Linked DNA regions of Mus musculus: all the other regions are linked to region 3. The links are chromatin contacts, called in public HiChIP or PLAC-seq, Micro-C and promoter capture Hi-C maps. All regions are on one chromosome and are shown on one strand. The core of a region is the stretch at or near the end of the contact, and the rest is flanking DNA. Distances in the headings are between cores, read along the strand shown. Region 1 has its middle 22 kb from the start of Gm32585. Region 2 overlaps Bri3bp (Bri3 binding protein). Region 3 holds the start of Scarb1 (scavenger receptor class B, member 1). Region 4 holds the start of Dhx37 (DEAH (Asp-Glu-Ala-His) box polypeptide 37).

Region 1 (3,389 bases), core at 853-3,352, 67 kb after region 3:
GACCTCATCATCCGCTTGCCTTCTGCTCCTAATGCTGGGGTGACAGGCACACCCTCACCATAGCCAGATTTCTTTTTTTCCAAGACAGGATTTCTCTGTGTATCCTTAGCTGTCTTGGAACTCACTCTGTAGGCCAGGCTGGCCTTGAACTCACAAACCCACCTGCCTCTGCCTCCGCCTCCGCCTCCGCCTCCAAGTGCTGGGATTAAAGGTGTGCACCACTAGGCTCAGATTGTATTATTTCTAGGACTGAGAATAACCAGCCTTTCTGGGCTACCCAGGTTGGTTGTAAACTTCTGGGCTCAAGGAATCCTCTGGTCTTAGCCTTCTGCGTGGCTGGGACCAGAGACCTCTGTACCTGGGTTCCTGTGACTTTCCTGAGCTAGTGTCTGCGCCTGCTTCTACTGCACACAGACAGAGGACAGGGCGACTCAGAGGCAGACATTCCTGCTCCAGAGTCTGGAGGCCCAAGAGGGTTGGGGCAGGCTGGCTGGGGCTCTGGGGACGATCCTCCCCTGCCCTGCAGGTGCCTGTGCCCTACTTGGCTTTTATGGGTGTGTGGAAACTCAACCCTGGCCCGGGGCCTCCCCCCACCTTAATCATTTCTTAGTGTTTCCCCGCAAACAGAGCCCCATGGGATCAGATCAGGTCTTCTTTCACTGGGTCTGAGACTAAACACACTCAGCCAGTAACAGTGACGTCCCATTCCACTCTCGTCACTAAGTCCTGTGCAACTTCATCAGCCCGTCATGTTTTGCTGACAGCAGACACTGTCTCAGCTGACCTTTTCTACCACACGTATTTTTTTAAAAGATAAATATTTATTTATTATTATATGTAAGTACACTGTTGCTGTCTTCAGACACACCAGAAGAGGGCGTCAGATCTCATTACAGATGGTTGTGAGCCACCATGAGGTTGCTGGGATTTGAACTCAGGACCTTCAGAAGAGCAGTCAGTGCTCTTACCCACTGAGCCATCTCTCCAGTCCCTGCCACACATAGTTTACGTAGTTTCCTTGCACTCAGAGTTGGCAAATGCATGCGCTTCTGTGAGTTTGAATGCATGGTCCTATCTGAGCACCCGCTGCTCCAAGTGTGTACACAGAACAGGGACTGGAGCTGGGGTCAATGGCAGGCTAGTCACCTAATGTGCAAGGAGCTTTGGGTTGGAGCCCCAGCATCAAATGAACTGGGGGCAAAAGTGTGAGGGAGAGGCAGGAAGATCAGAAGTTCAAGGTCATCTTGCTCTACACAGTGAGTTCAAAACCAGCCTGGGGCTACATAAGACCTGGATGAAGAAGGAGAAGGAGGAGGAGGAGGAGGGGGAGGAGGAGGCTGATTTGGTAGCAAAAACCTTTAATCCCACCACTCAGAAGGCAGAGGATCTATGAGTTTGAAGCTAACCTGGTTTATACAGTAAGGTACAGCCAGCTAGGACTATGTAGTGGGATTCTGTGGAAGGAAGAGGGAGAGGGGGAGGGGGAGGGGAGGGGTGGGGAGGAGGGGGAGGGGGAGGAGGAGGAGGGGGAGGAGGAGGAGGAGGAGGAGGAGGAGGAGGAGGCAGAGGCAGCAGCCCGGTGGTGGTCATACTCTTTTAATCCCAGTCTTGGGAGGCAGAGGCAGGTGGATCTCTTGAGTTCAAGGCCAGCCTGACCTACAGAGTTCCAGGATGGCCCAGGTTACACAGAGAAGCCCTGTCTCAGAAACAAAACAACAGGGGCTGGCAAGATGGCTCAGCGGTTAAGAGCTGAGGTCCTGAGTTCAAAGCAAGCAGAGGTCCTAAATTGAATTCCCAGCAACCACATGATGGCTCACCTGAACAGCTACAGTGTACTCATATACATTAAATAAATTAATTTAATCAAATAAACAAAACAACAAGAAGAAGCTAAACTTGGGGTTCAGATTCCACTTCCCCAGCGCTACCTCCCCCCTTTATCTACACACTGACCTTCCTCTCAGTGTGTAACATTTGGCAGCCGGCAAGCTTTGTCTGTTCCAGATATTCTCAGAAAGAACCAGGCAGTGGGGAGCCTGTCCAGTTGGCTGCAGGGGCTCCTCCCTGCTGAGTAGCGTGCAGGGATCGGATGGCTGCCACTGGTTGTCAGTCATCTGGGATATTTTTACCCTGTGGGCTGACACGCCCACTGATCTCTCTCCACATTTATAGTAACCCGCTTGCAAAAGCTGGTTGCTCAATCTGCAGCCTTCTGGGAACCAATGTGGAAAGGTTCCCCGACCGGTGTGTGTATGTTTGTGTGTGTGTGTGTGTGTGTGTGTAAGAGAGGTCTGTGCTGTGCGGAGGCCCCAAAGCCCCAAAAGTCTAGACCTAGGAAACAGCTGCTTACAGCACCCCCTGCTGGATCTTGGGGAAGGATCCTTTTTGGTTTGGTTTGGCCTGCCTCAGTGTGTGTGTGTGTGTGTGTGTGTGTGTGTGTGTGTCCAGAGATCCTCTTCTTCACCCTCCCTCTCCTCTCCAGGCTGGGATTACAAACACAAATGATCATGATGCCTGGCTTTCTTATGATATTAGGACTTGAACTCAGGTCTTTCTGCCCATTTTCCCGTTATTTACTGAGCTATCTCTTCAGCCCCTCCTTTTTGTTTTTGTTGTTGTTGTTTGTTTTGTTTTGTTTTTTGAGGCAGGATTCCTCTGTGTAACCTGGCCGTCTTGGAACTCATACTGTAGACCAGGCTGGCCTTGAAGTCAGAGATCTGCCTCCTGAGGAATTAAAGGCATTGCCCACATCTGACTTCAAGAATTAAATTATCAAAGAGGAAGCCATGTGTCTGTGAGATTCTGGACTTGTCTGGCCAGTGATATTCTATGAAACCCATGTGACACATGGCCCTTAGTCCTGCAGGCCCTTCAGTGTCCCATCACTCCTAGTTCTTGGAGGATGCTCTCTGTACCCTGTCACCACCTCCTATGCTGCCAGTGGAGGGTGTGTCACCTCTGATCATCTCCAGCCTCAACTAGGCCTCACTTTCATCAGCCCCTCTACCATAGCTCTATCCTAGCCTCCTCTGGGAAGCCCCCCTATGATGGTAAATTATAACTGTCAACTTGACACAGCATGGAATCACTCAAGAAGAAAGGCTGAGGGAGAGAATCCCTCAGAGAGAGATTGTGCATGGGGGCCCATGTGTGGGTATTTGCCTTGATCATTAATTGAAGTGGGAAGACTCACTCTCAGTGTGGGGCAGCACCATTCCCTAGGCCCCGTCCTGACCTGTGTAAGAGTGAAGAAAGCTAGTTAAGCATGAGCCAGCAGGCAGCATGAGTGTGTCCATTTCCTCTCTGCTCCTGACTGTGGATGCGATGTGACTCACTACCGGAGTTCCTGTCAGGAATGGTGACCTCAAACTGTAAGTGAAATGTCCCTT
Region 2 (3,712 bases), core at 967-3,466, 120 kb before region 3:
ATTTATTATATGCAAGTACACTGTAGCTGTCTTCAGACACTCCAGAAGAGGGCACCAGACCTCATTACGGGGGTTGGGGGGTGGGGTGGTTGCAAGCCACCATGTGGCTGCTAGGATTTGAACTAGGGACCTTCAGAAGAGCAGTCAGTGCTCTTAACCGCTGAGCCACCTCTCCAGCCCTTTTTTTTTTTTTTAAATTAATCTTTAGTGCAGGAGAGATGGCTCAATATTTAAAAGCACTTGCTATTCATGTAGATGACCCGGGTTCACTTCCCAGCACCCATATGGCGGCTCATAAACATCTGTAACTCCGTTTCCAGGGACTCTGACCATCAAGGGCACCAGGGACACACAAAGTATACATACACTCACGCAGGCCAAGCAGTCATACACATTAAGATAAAGAAATAAACCAAAGCCATAAAATGACTCTCTAATTCTGGAGGTTGCCTCAAGTGCCTCACCAAAGTAAAGAAATCCATCCAGGAGTCTGAACATCACCACAGTAAACATTTATTAAGCCGCAATGTTCACAATATTTTAATCCAATTCTTAAAGTCGATCTACAAAGACCTCTAACATCAAGCCAGTGATTAATAAATAAGAGGAATGTATCCATCACTTTGCAAAAAAATACTAAGCCTGACGCTTTTTTTTCCCTATATAAGATATTCGTAGAATCAGCTTCCCAATTAATGTTTGCGCATGTGCGTGTGTGCACACACCCCACTATGTTCACACGGAATGGCTTTCTTTCTACTGTGTCAAACTAAATACTATTTAAAATTTCCTAAGCTGAGACACAAAACAGAAACTCAACTGTGAAGAAGTCATTGGTGTTTTTTTTTTTTAATCTGCAGCTAAAAACAGGGAAATAATTACCTCTTGGGGGATTTAACTGCACATTGATCACTGTCACTAGAAATTAATTTAATTACAGGATATTTAGAGATTTATCACAGATGCAGACAGGAAACTGACACAACAGCATAAGCTTGAAATCCGCAGAGACATCGGGCGGAGAGTCGGGCATGCCACTGGCTGCCGTAGCTGTCCCGGTGGCAGCAACAATGTGCTGTTTGTGCCATCAGGACTGAAAGACAGGTTCTCCGTGTCTGTCCTAGCTATGGAAGGACCACCAAAGAGCAAAACACAGAAGGAAGCAAAAAGGCCGAAGCTTGCTGATGCCAGCCAGTGACAAGGGTATTGGGTTAAAACCCGCAAAATAGAAATCTACAATTCACAGGTGAGGAGCCCAAAGCCCAAGTACATAAATGGTCAAACTCAAAAACATTACAGAATTATCACAGGTTGCTTTGAAAGCAGCTTTCATGCTGGGGGCAGAGCTCAGGAGCCCAGGACTTGAAGGTAAAGAGGCTGAGAGGGTCGCCTTGGAAATTCCTTGTAGCTCCAGGTGCGCACCAGGCTCACCAATGCTGGCTTTCTGGGCATGGTGGTGCACAACTTTAAGCCTGGTACTTGGGAGGCAGAGGCGAGCAGATCTCTAGGTTCGAGGCCAGCCTGGGCTAGATTGAGACCCTGTCTCAGAACAGACCAAAGCAACAGGGCTTGTGAAGAAGGGAAGTGCTTCAGGCTGCCTACCAAGCACAAGATGCAGAGGAGCTTTGTTAAAGATTCTCGTGCTGACTCTTGAACATGTTGGGTTAGTTTGCTGAGACAGGGTCTTGCCACGTAGACCAGGATGGCTTTGAACTCAGCACCTTCCTATCTATCTGGAGACTGAGTCCTGGGTTTGCAAAGCACATCGGGCTTCCTGGTCACGCTGTTTCCGAGCCATCTGTGAGCAGGCCGGAGTGACAGGACCACGTGAGCAAGCAGAGCTCTTCACACACAGGGCCCTTGAGTGTGCCAGGGCCATAGGACAATGCTCCCAACCTTCCCTCAGAGGTTCTCATGAGGTCCCTAGGAAAGACATGCCTTCCTGGTTGCTTATTCACAGCTCTGCTCCTAACCCCCTGTGGCCTGCTGAGCCTCATCCCCAGGCTGCCTCTTAGGCTCGTCCCTGGGTCACTTTTATGAATTAGAGGACCCTATCATGGGTCAAAAGGCCAGCTGTGAGGACATTCTTTTCCACACTTATTGCCAGTAGAAAGAGGGTCGAGCCTCAACAAAGGGCCCAAAGGGTGGGGGATGCTAGCAACAACAGGAAGTGAGTCTGTGAAAGGTGTCTGTGTGCTATACCAACAGCCTCCTGACTAGAAAAGGGAAGAGACCACTATACAAACACTGACTACAGGCTGGGACCGGGCTAATTTGGTAGAACGCTTATGTAAAATGTAGGAGGCCCGGGGTTCCATCCCGAGCAGATGTGTTAGCATCTGTCTCTAATCCTAGCATCCAGAAGGATCGAGATCAGGAGTTCAAGGTCCTTCTCCACCACATAGCCTGTTCGAGACCAGTCAGGAGTCCAAGAGATGCCATCTCTAAAACCCCGAACCATAGGGCCAGAGAGGCTGCTCAGTGGTTAGAGCACACCGGCTGTTCTTCCAAACAACCTGGGTTTGACTTTTTCAGCATCCACAAGGCAGCTGACAGTTATCACTAATTCCAGGGCGATCTGACACCCTCTTCTCCTCTCTGCAGGCACCAGGCAAATACGTGGTACACAGACATACAAGTGTGACAAAAACAAAAAAAACAAAAACAAAAAAAAAACCACCCATATACATAAAATAATTCAAAATAAAACACCACCATCAAAAATCACCAACCCCAATACCCTAAGCTAAGCCCAGTCAGTACACTTCAGAGGCAACCAGTCCTGTCCTCGGTAAAGCAAGTACCTAATATGAGAGACGACCACCAGGGAGTTAATACTGACTTTGAGACAGTTATAATCCTTACACTATCTTTTCATTTAAAAAAAAAAAAGTATATATGTATTTATTGGGGCCAAGGGGTGGGAAGCCACAGCCCATGCGTAGAGGTTAGAAGGAAACCTGTGGGAGTGGTCTGTCTTTTTTCACCATGTTGGTCCCGGGAATCAAACTCAGGTTTGGTGGCAAGTGCCTTTCTTCATTGAGCCATATCGCCTGCCCCGCCCCTTATCTATAATAGATCCACAGTGGCTGCTGTCCAAATGTTTATCATGTTATTCGGTTAAGGAGGAGTTGTACACAGCCCTGAAGATAAGGCATGAAATAAGGTACAAAAATACATCTTTCCACATACAAAAGAGATAGGGGGAGGGGGAAGGGAAGGGAGGCCAATAAGCTGTCCACGGAATGAAAGAAGAAAAGAAAAAAATCTTTAACTACTGGGGGCTATGATTACTTCCAAACAATGCCAGGCATGGTGGTGCAACACCTTTAATACCAGCAATCAGAGGCAGGTGGATCTCTGCAAGTTAGAGGGCAGCCTGGTTTACACAGAGAGTTGCAGGACAGCCAGGGCTATGTAGAGAGACCCTGCCTCAAAAAGAAAAACAAACAAACAAACAAACAAACAAACAAGCTAAAATATATGCATCAAACACAGTAACACCATCTGAAGTTTTTTTGTTTTGTTTTGTTTTATTTTTTTTTGTTTTTTGTTTTTTTGATTTTCGAGACAGGGTTTCTCTGTGTAGCCCTGGCTGTCCTGGAACTCACTCTGTAGACCAGGCTGGCCTCGAACTCAGAAATCCGCCTGCCTCTGCCTCCAGAGTGCTGGGATTAAAGGCGTGCGCCACCACGCCCGGTTGAAGTTTTTA
Region 3 (3,381 bases), core at 642-3,141:
ACGTAGTTTCTGGAGAGACTTTCAGCCCCACTCCCCCCACCTCCCATCTCCATCATCAGGGGCACAGAGTGGGAGCAGGTTCAGAGGAACCTGGGCTGTGAGGACTCCCACCCCGAGTCCTGAGGACCCTCTTCTGTAAGGTGGAGGTGTGAACTGCTCTTCTTAAAGCCAGTTGGTCGCTCATGAGCCTCTGAACTTGGAACATGCGCGGGTGTAACACAGCCAATGTTCCCAGGCCCCGCCCACCCCTGCTCCTTTGTCTACTGAACTTCTAGGCTCCTTTCTGTCTTTCTCCTGTGTCTACACGTGTGCATGTTTGTGGGTGCACCTGAATGTGTTGTGTGAGACAGAATATCTTACTAGGAACCGGGTTAGAGAAGTCTGGCTGGCCATCTGGCCCCAGGGATCTTTCTTCCTGTCCCTGACTCCCCTGCACTGGAACTACCAGCCTAGAGTTTGTTTTTGTTTTGGACTTACTTATTTTATGTGTGCAATTGTCTTTCCTACATGTCTGTCTGGGTACCATGGGCATGCGTGGTATACTCAGAGGTCAGAGGAGGGGCATCAGATCCCTTGGAACTGAAGTTAAGGATGGCTGTGAGCTGTCATGTGGGTTCTGGGGACTGAACCCAGGTCCTCTGCAAGAGCAGCAAGTGCTCTTAACCACTGAGCCATGTCTACCTCTGAGCCATCTCTTCAGGCCTGGGTATCTCACCTGAACACGGATGCTGGCGACCAATATCAGGTGTCAAGCACTCTACCAATACGGTCCTTTGCACAGCTAAGTCTTTATTCCATGTGATGGGTGGAATCTGTCAGGGCTGGAAATATGACTTGGCTGTCTCTGGAGAACCTACTCTGACTCAATATGAGCTAACTCTGGGTCATATTGCTGAAGGTGGTCTTCAAGAGCAGTCCTACTGGGTTTTAACAGGAGCTGGGACTCGGTTTTAACAGGTGTGGGGCTGGGTTTTCTCAGCTCCGTATCCACTTTTTGTGTCCTGAGTGGAATGCAGGCCTTGGCCTCACTGAGGAAGGAAGTCACCCCATGCCTCAGGGTTTTTTTTTTTTTTTTTTTTTTTTTTTTTTTTTTTTTTGGCTGTAACACGAAGCATTTAGAATTAAAGGCTTAAAGGCTCTGGCTGTGGTCTGAGAACGAGCTAACTGGGCACTGGGCAGAGCAGGGAAAGACAGAGTCCCTACCACCCTGCTGGTATCCTGAGTGGGGTTCATGGCCAAAGAACGCATAACTGAGCTCAACTGAGCTGGTGGTGTCTCTGGGTGATAAGGAAGAGTCAGCAGAGAGCATAGCCGCCAGGCAGTCTGATAAGCCCCTCGAACACATTCCTGGATGGAGTCAGGGGCCCAGCGCGTGTCTGGGGCCTGGAGTTTTGAGTGGAGGGTATGCTTAAGGCCTCGAGGGACACAGAATTCTGTACGAAGGGTGTGCAAAGGTCCCGGGAGACATGGAATTCCGAGGGGACAGTGTGCAAAGGCCACGAGGGACACAGAATGGAGGGTGTGCAAAAGCCCAAAGGGATATGGAATTCCGAGTGGGGGAAGTGCAAAGGGCCCCGAGGGACACGGAATTTTGAGTGGAGGGCGTTCATGGCCCAGAGGCTGGCCCGGGCTGACTGCAACTGATTTTAATGCAGGGGAGCGGGAGGCATTCGCAGGAGTCCGGAAGAAAGAAGAGGTCGCAGGGGCGGGGGTAGTGGATGCAGACGGTGCCAGGGTCTTCTGCCCTCTGTAGAGGGCACATCGGTTCCCACCTAGACCAGCAACCACCAGGAAAGCCCAGCAGCTCGGAGGGGCGGCGCCCAAAGGAAGCCACGCCCACGCCTCACCATCAGAGCACCGCCCACTCCCCGCCTCTTCCCACCCCTCGCCGGAATCCCGCGCCGAACTCGGGGGCGGGCTGCCCGGGCCATGGCGCATAAAGCCTCTGGCCACCTGCAGGGCTACTGCTGCTCCGGCCACCGCCAGGCACACACCTTGCTGCTGAGGGAGTCTCGGCTTCTGTCATCTCTGTGGCCTCCGTCACCTCTGTCTCCGTCTCCTTCAGGTCCTGAGCCCCGAGAGCCCCTTCCGCGCACGCGGACATGGGCGGCAGCTCCAGGGCGCGCTGGGTGGCCTTGGGGTTGGGCGCCCTGGGGCTGCTGTTTGCTGCGCTCGGCGTTGTCATGATCCTCATGGTGCCCTCCCTCATCAAGCAGCAGGTGCTCAAGGTGAGTGAAGTGTCTTGGGGAGATGGGGGTTGGGGATCGGGACGCAGGGTGGGACGGTGGAGCTACCTCCTCACCACCAGGGAGGCCCAGGCTCACCCCAGAGGCTTGGTCTGAGTCACCAGCGTCCCAGGAGCCTAAACCTCACTGAAGCAGAAGTATGGCCTGGTTGTCCCTGAGTTTCGACTGTAGCTGTCGCGACCTCCAGCCCTTCTGAACGCGCCGGCCGGTGACTGTACCTAGTAACCTCAGAGCTGCGCGAAACCCCTGTACATCTGTGAGGCTCCCACGGGCTCCAGTTCTTTGGGTGCTCTGCCTGTTTCCTCCCGCCCAGATGCCCCAGAGATGCCCTGGCTCGCCCCCACACTGCCTGCCAGTCTCGAGAGTTAAGCTGCTTTCTGCCCCCCACGCTCTGGCAGAGGTAGACACGACTCAGGTCTGCCGAGGATAGGCAGCCCAGCCTCTCCCTTGATCTCAGCCTTAGGCCCTGTTTTGCCCTTTCAACCGGGCACCGATATTAGGCGGGTGGTGCCGGTCCAGCCACAGACTCTGCCCTGGGATCCGGTGTCCTTCTATTTGAGCCGGGAGCTCATTAAGTCCTGGAGATTACCGAGTAATTGTGTTTTCTGAGACGCAGGGTTACTGCGGAAGGGGAAACGGGGGCTGGCTCTCAGGGAACATCCAGTTAGAACTGGATCTGGGATCCAGAAGGGGCTGTTGTCACAGGGTTTGACTGACATCTTTCCTCTTAGCGGGTTTGTTTACTGGGAGTTTAAGAATGGCTTCGTGTCCCATGTCCCATCGCCCGCTGAAAGGAGGGAATGAATGAGGGATACTCCCTCTTGGGCTGGCCGCTACCTGCCAGGTCCTGGCGGGTCTTCAGGATGGAGCCACAGGTGGCTTTCCTGGAGTTGTGGTGGGTATTTCCGAGTTCTCTTGGCCACACTGTCATTTCTCTTGCTTAGAATTTTCAACCCTTGTACATGAAGGTCCCAGGAGTTGCCCTGTCTTGGGTAGAGGGAAGATCCTTCTTGTTGGAGCATCAGAATTGCTCTGGGCCTTTCTGTTAGGTTTGGCAAAGTAGTGGTGACAGCCTTGTCTCAGTGGCAGCCTGTGGTTTCAGTAAGAACCCAGCCCTGTGCACTCCGCACGTGGA
Region 4 (3,422 bases), core at 446-2,945, 93 kb before region 3:
AGGTCCACCACCCTGTTGCTGTAGCCATATTCATTGTCATACCAGGAAATGAGCTTTACAAAATTGTCATTGATGGGAGCAGGGCAGAGGGAGGCCATCAAGCCACAGCTTTTCAGAGGGGCCATCCACAGTCTTCTGAGTGGCAGTAATGGCATTAGACTGTGGTCATGAGCCCTTCCACGATGCCAAATTTGTCATGGATGACCTTGGCCAGGGGGGGCTAAGCAGTTGGTGGTGCAGAATGCATTGCTGACAATCTTGAGTGAGTTGTCATATTTTTCATGGTTCACAAACATGGGGGCATCGGCAGATGGGGCAGAGATGATGATCCTTTGACCCCACCCTTCAAGTGGGCCCCAACCTTCTCCATGGTGGTGAAGACGCCAGTAGACTCCACGACATACTCAGCACCGGCCTCACCCCATTTGATGTTAGCGGGGTCTCGCTCCTGGGAGATGGTGATGGGCTTCCCGTTGATGACAAGCTTCCCATTCTTGGCCTTGACTGTGCCATTGAATTTGCCGTGGGTGGAGTCATACTGGAACATGTAGACCGTGTAGTTGAGGTCAATGAAGGGGTCGTTGATGGCAACAATCTTTACTTTGCCAAGTGCAGCACAGAAGGCAGCCCTGGTAACCAGGTGCCCAATATGGCCAAATCCGTTCACACCAAATCTTCAGCACATATCAAACTTTCAGCATTTTGTCTATGGGACAAGACTGGCACTGCACAAGAAGATGCCAGCTCTTTCTGGAACGGAGGAGAAGAGAGCTATGTTTGCTTTTTGTTGACAGGGTTTCTCTTGTGTATCCCTGGAACTTGCTCTGTAAACCAGGCTGGCTTTGAACTCAGAGATCCACCTGCCTCTGCCTCCTGAATGCTGGAATTAAAGGTGTCTATCCCCTATTTTGGGGATATGGCTATGGCTGATCTGGAAATGTACATACCAGGCTGGTCACAAACTCACAGAAATCTACTTACCTCTATCCTCTGCCTTCTGAGTGCTGGATGGGTTTAAGGGCTCCCACACCTGGTGATTTATTGTATTTTTACGTGTGTGTGTATATGTGTGTGTGTGTGTGTGTGTGTGTGTGTGTGTGTGTGTGTGTGTACGCGCGCGCGCGTGTCTGTGTATTTTTTAACGTGTGTATTTTAGACACATTAGCGCAGTTCCCATGGAGGCCAGAAGATGGCGTCGCATCACCTGGAACGGTTGTGTCACTGCTTTTTTTGTTTTGTTTTGTTTTGTTTTTCGAGACAGGGTTTCTCTGTATATCCCTGGCTGTCCTAGAACTCACTCTGTAGAGCAGGCTGGCCCAGAAACCCGCCTGCCTCTGCCTCCCAAGTGCTGGTATTAAAGAATGCCATTGCTCTAAACGGCTGAGCCATCTCTTCAATTAACAATTAATATTGTTATACAGTTCAAATGTCTCAGATCATATCTGGCAGGACAGTTTGGTCTTAAAACTCAGACTCCTCAGGCACGTCTAGGCCCGGCCCCCTTATTTACATAAGGACCGCCCACAGACAGAGTACGCCGGCCTTTTCCGCTACGACCTCCCTTTCCGGCGCGTCGGGCCTCCAGTTCCGCCCCTCAACTGCTGAGGCGCGGCTCTTGCGCATGCGCAACCCGGAAGTCTCCTAGCCAGGTTCGGTTTCCCTGGGAGCTGGGCTGAGGGAGCCACGCGCGTGGCGCGAGGGAGCCATGGGGAAGCTGCGACGCCGCTACAACGTGAAGGGGCGGCTGCAGGCCGATCCCCGGCCCGCCAAGGGCCCTGAAGCGCCTCCCGTACGGCTGGAACTGGAGGGTGAGAAGCCGGGGACCGGGAGGGTCGCTGGAGTGGGAGCCGGGTTCCACATGACCCGCACAGGGGGCGTGACAGCCGCTCTACCGCGATATGGGGGTACTGCCCGCAGTATGGCGCGCAGATTAGTTCTTTGCATCCACTCCCAGGCCTGTCGGAATCATCTCCTTCCCAGAGACCCGTAAATGTGTGTTTCAGACCAGGCCGGTTAGCGGAGCGCCAGGCTGAGTGTTCGGGTGCTGGGGTGTCTGTGATCACCGGGGACACTGTTTTGGTCTCTGGGAATAGTGACAGCAGAATCGGAGATGGAAAACCCTGTCAACTCCAGGCATGCCTGCATACCCGGAGCCGACAAGCACAGAGAAACGATAAAATGTGTAGTAAATGGCAGTCACTCGGGTAGGTGCTAGAGGGATAGAGCAGAAGATGGGAGAGAGCGGTGTACTGGGGAAAGTAACATGGATAGTAAAATGTCAAAACCTTCTGGAGACCTGGGTGGGGAAACCCAAGGACTAGGGGACATCGGAGTTTGCGAGTTGTATAGATGATTGGGACAATATGGTAGTTCATTCCTGTAACCCCAGCTTAGGAGTTTGGGGTGGGAGGATCCCTACAGGTGTGAGGTCAGCCTGGGTTACATAGTGAGACCTTGTCTTAACAGACAAACAAACAAACAAACAAAAAAGGCTGTGTATATGAGAGAGACAGATAACACTTGTAAACCTAGCTCTAGGGAGTGATACTCATCTGAGGGCACCTGGACCATGTAGCATGTACCAGGCCAGCTTGGTGCTGGCTACAAAGCAGGACATTGCCTCGATCCCCAACTTCTAAAAGAGGAAGTGAAGAGCTATGGAAGACTTAGCAGAAGAGGGACAGGGTGAAAGGTAACGTGTCACCATGGCATATTGGTTGTGCCATTAAGAAAAGCATTACAGGTTGAAGGATGATGGGGAGGGAGGTTGGGGTTGATGCTGGAACGAGTGTTTGGATTCTGATGTATTCCGAAGGAGAGCTGGCTGGAGCTGCTGACTGCTGCTTTGCGCCTAAGCACAAAGGTGATGAGCACGGGCATTGGTCAGGTTGTGGGAGAAGGCAAATGTGGGGTATGAGTACTTGAGGCTCTGCAGACGTTCAAAGGAAAACTGAAAGCTATTGACTCAGCTCTCAAGACAGGCAAGTTCAGGGGAAACACTTTTGTAGATAGATGGCACTTAGGTAAGTCTGATGAATAGAGTTTTGGCTCCCTGAGAAGAGAGAGTCCAGCCCTGAAGGAGAGGGGAGTAGAGGAGAGCAGGGAGGAGGGTGCTGACCCAGAACTTGTGAAAAGGACTCACCTTTTTGGTTGGAATAGCAGAAGGCATGGTCAGGATCAGGCATGGACAGGATCAGGATGGTTCAGGAGGGGGGAAGAGCTAAAGCGATCCAGTAGAATAAAGTATGTTGGGCTGGTGAGATGGCTCAGTGTGTAAGAGCACCAGACTGCTCTTCCGAAGGTCAGGAGTTCAAATCCCAGCAACCACATGGTGGCTCACAACCATCTGTAACAAGATCTGACTCCCTCTTCTGGAGTGTCTGAAGACAGCTACAGTGTACTTACATATAATAAATAAATAA

The links. Hi-C and Micro-C count contacts between places; a contact is called where the count stands out from the background. HiChIP or PLAC-seq counts read pairs in DNA pulled down with a chosen protein or histone mark. Capture Hi-C pulls out chosen DNA fragments and counts their contacts.
Region 1: a contact with region 3 is called in an H3K4me3 HiChIP or PLAC-seq map of bone marrow-derived macrophages, with 4 times the contacts expected there. The contact joins the enhancer-like site here to the promoter of Scarb1 in region 3. A contact is called at or near these places in 2 of 39 promoter capture datasets (both in liver), 6 of 15 datasets of contacts at CTCF or cohesin (CD8 T cells, the NIH/3T3 cell line, embryonic stem cells and 2 more), 100 of 484 Hi-C or Micro-C datasets (the 63-12 cell line, the AtT-20 cell line, B cells and 58 more), 26 of 115 datasets of contacts at active chromatin or transcription factors (the 230-238 cell line, the HPC-7 cell line, the NIH/3T3 cell line and 14 more) and 5 of 9 other capture datasets (adipose tissue, bone marrow-derived macrophages, embryonic stem cells and 2 more).
Region 2: a contact with region 3 is called in a Micro-C map of the G1E-ER4 cell line, with 4 times the contacts expected there. The contact joins the enhancer-like site here to the promoter of Scarb1 in region 3. A contact is called at or near these places in 4 of 484 Hi-C or Micro-C datasets (the G1E-ER4 cell line, brown adipocytes and embryonic stem cells), 7 of 115 datasets of contacts at active chromatin or transcription factors (the SCID.adh cell line, effector CD8 T cells, embryonic stem cells and 2 more) and 3 of 9 other capture datasets (adipose tissue, liver and pancreatic islet).
Region 4: a contact with region 3 is called in a promoter capture Hi-C map of liver. The contact joins the promoter of Dhx37 here to the promoter of Scarb1 in region 3. A contact is called at or near these places in 3 of 484 Hi-C or Micro-C datasets (the G1E-ER4 cell line and embryonic stem cells), 7 of 115 datasets of contacts at active chromatin or transcription factors (the SCID.adh cell line, effector CD8 T cells, embryonic stem cells and 2 more) and 2 of 9 other capture datasets (adipose tissue and liver).

The regions. Positions count from the first base shown.
Region 1 is chr5:125,272,699-125,276,087 of GRCm38.p6, reverse strand. No RefSeq gene overlaps it. Among named protein-coding and RNA genes, the nearest start is that of Gm32585, 22 kb to the right of the region's middle. Within about 2 kb of position 2,102, at least 61 of the 459 cell types and tissues checked have an H3K27ac peak or open chromatin away from gene starts, as enhancers often do. A contact at or near this core is called in the BV-2 cell line, ECoMG myeloid progenitors, the HL-1 cell line and 11 more, where this site is marked.
Region 2 is chr5:125,457,150-125,460,861 of GRCm38.p6, reverse strand. It overlaps Bri3bp (Bri3 binding protein), which reads right to left. Exons shown (of 3, transcript NM_029752.2): 3 at 1-3,712. Among named protein-coding and RNA genes, the nearest start is that of Gm40325, 5.6 kb to the left of the region's middle. Within about 2 kb of position 2,216, at least 13 of the 459 cell types and tissues checked have an H3K27ac peak or open chromatin away from gene starts, as enhancers often do. A contact at or near this core is called in the G1E-ER4 cell line, where this site is marked.
Region 3 is chr5:125,339,604-125,342,984 of GRCm38.p6, reverse strand. It overlaps Scarb1 (scavenger receptor class B, member 1), which reads left to right and starts at 1,891. Exons shown (of 13, transcript NM_016741.2): 1 at 1,891-2,228. The coding sequence starts at 2,103.
Region 4 is chr5:125,432,321-125,435,742 of GRCm38.p6, reverse strand. Dhx37 (DEAH (Asp-Glu-Ala-His) box polypeptide 37) reads left to right here and starts at 1,695. Exons shown (of 27, transcript NM_203319.1): 1 at 1,695-1,808. The coding sequence starts at 1,706.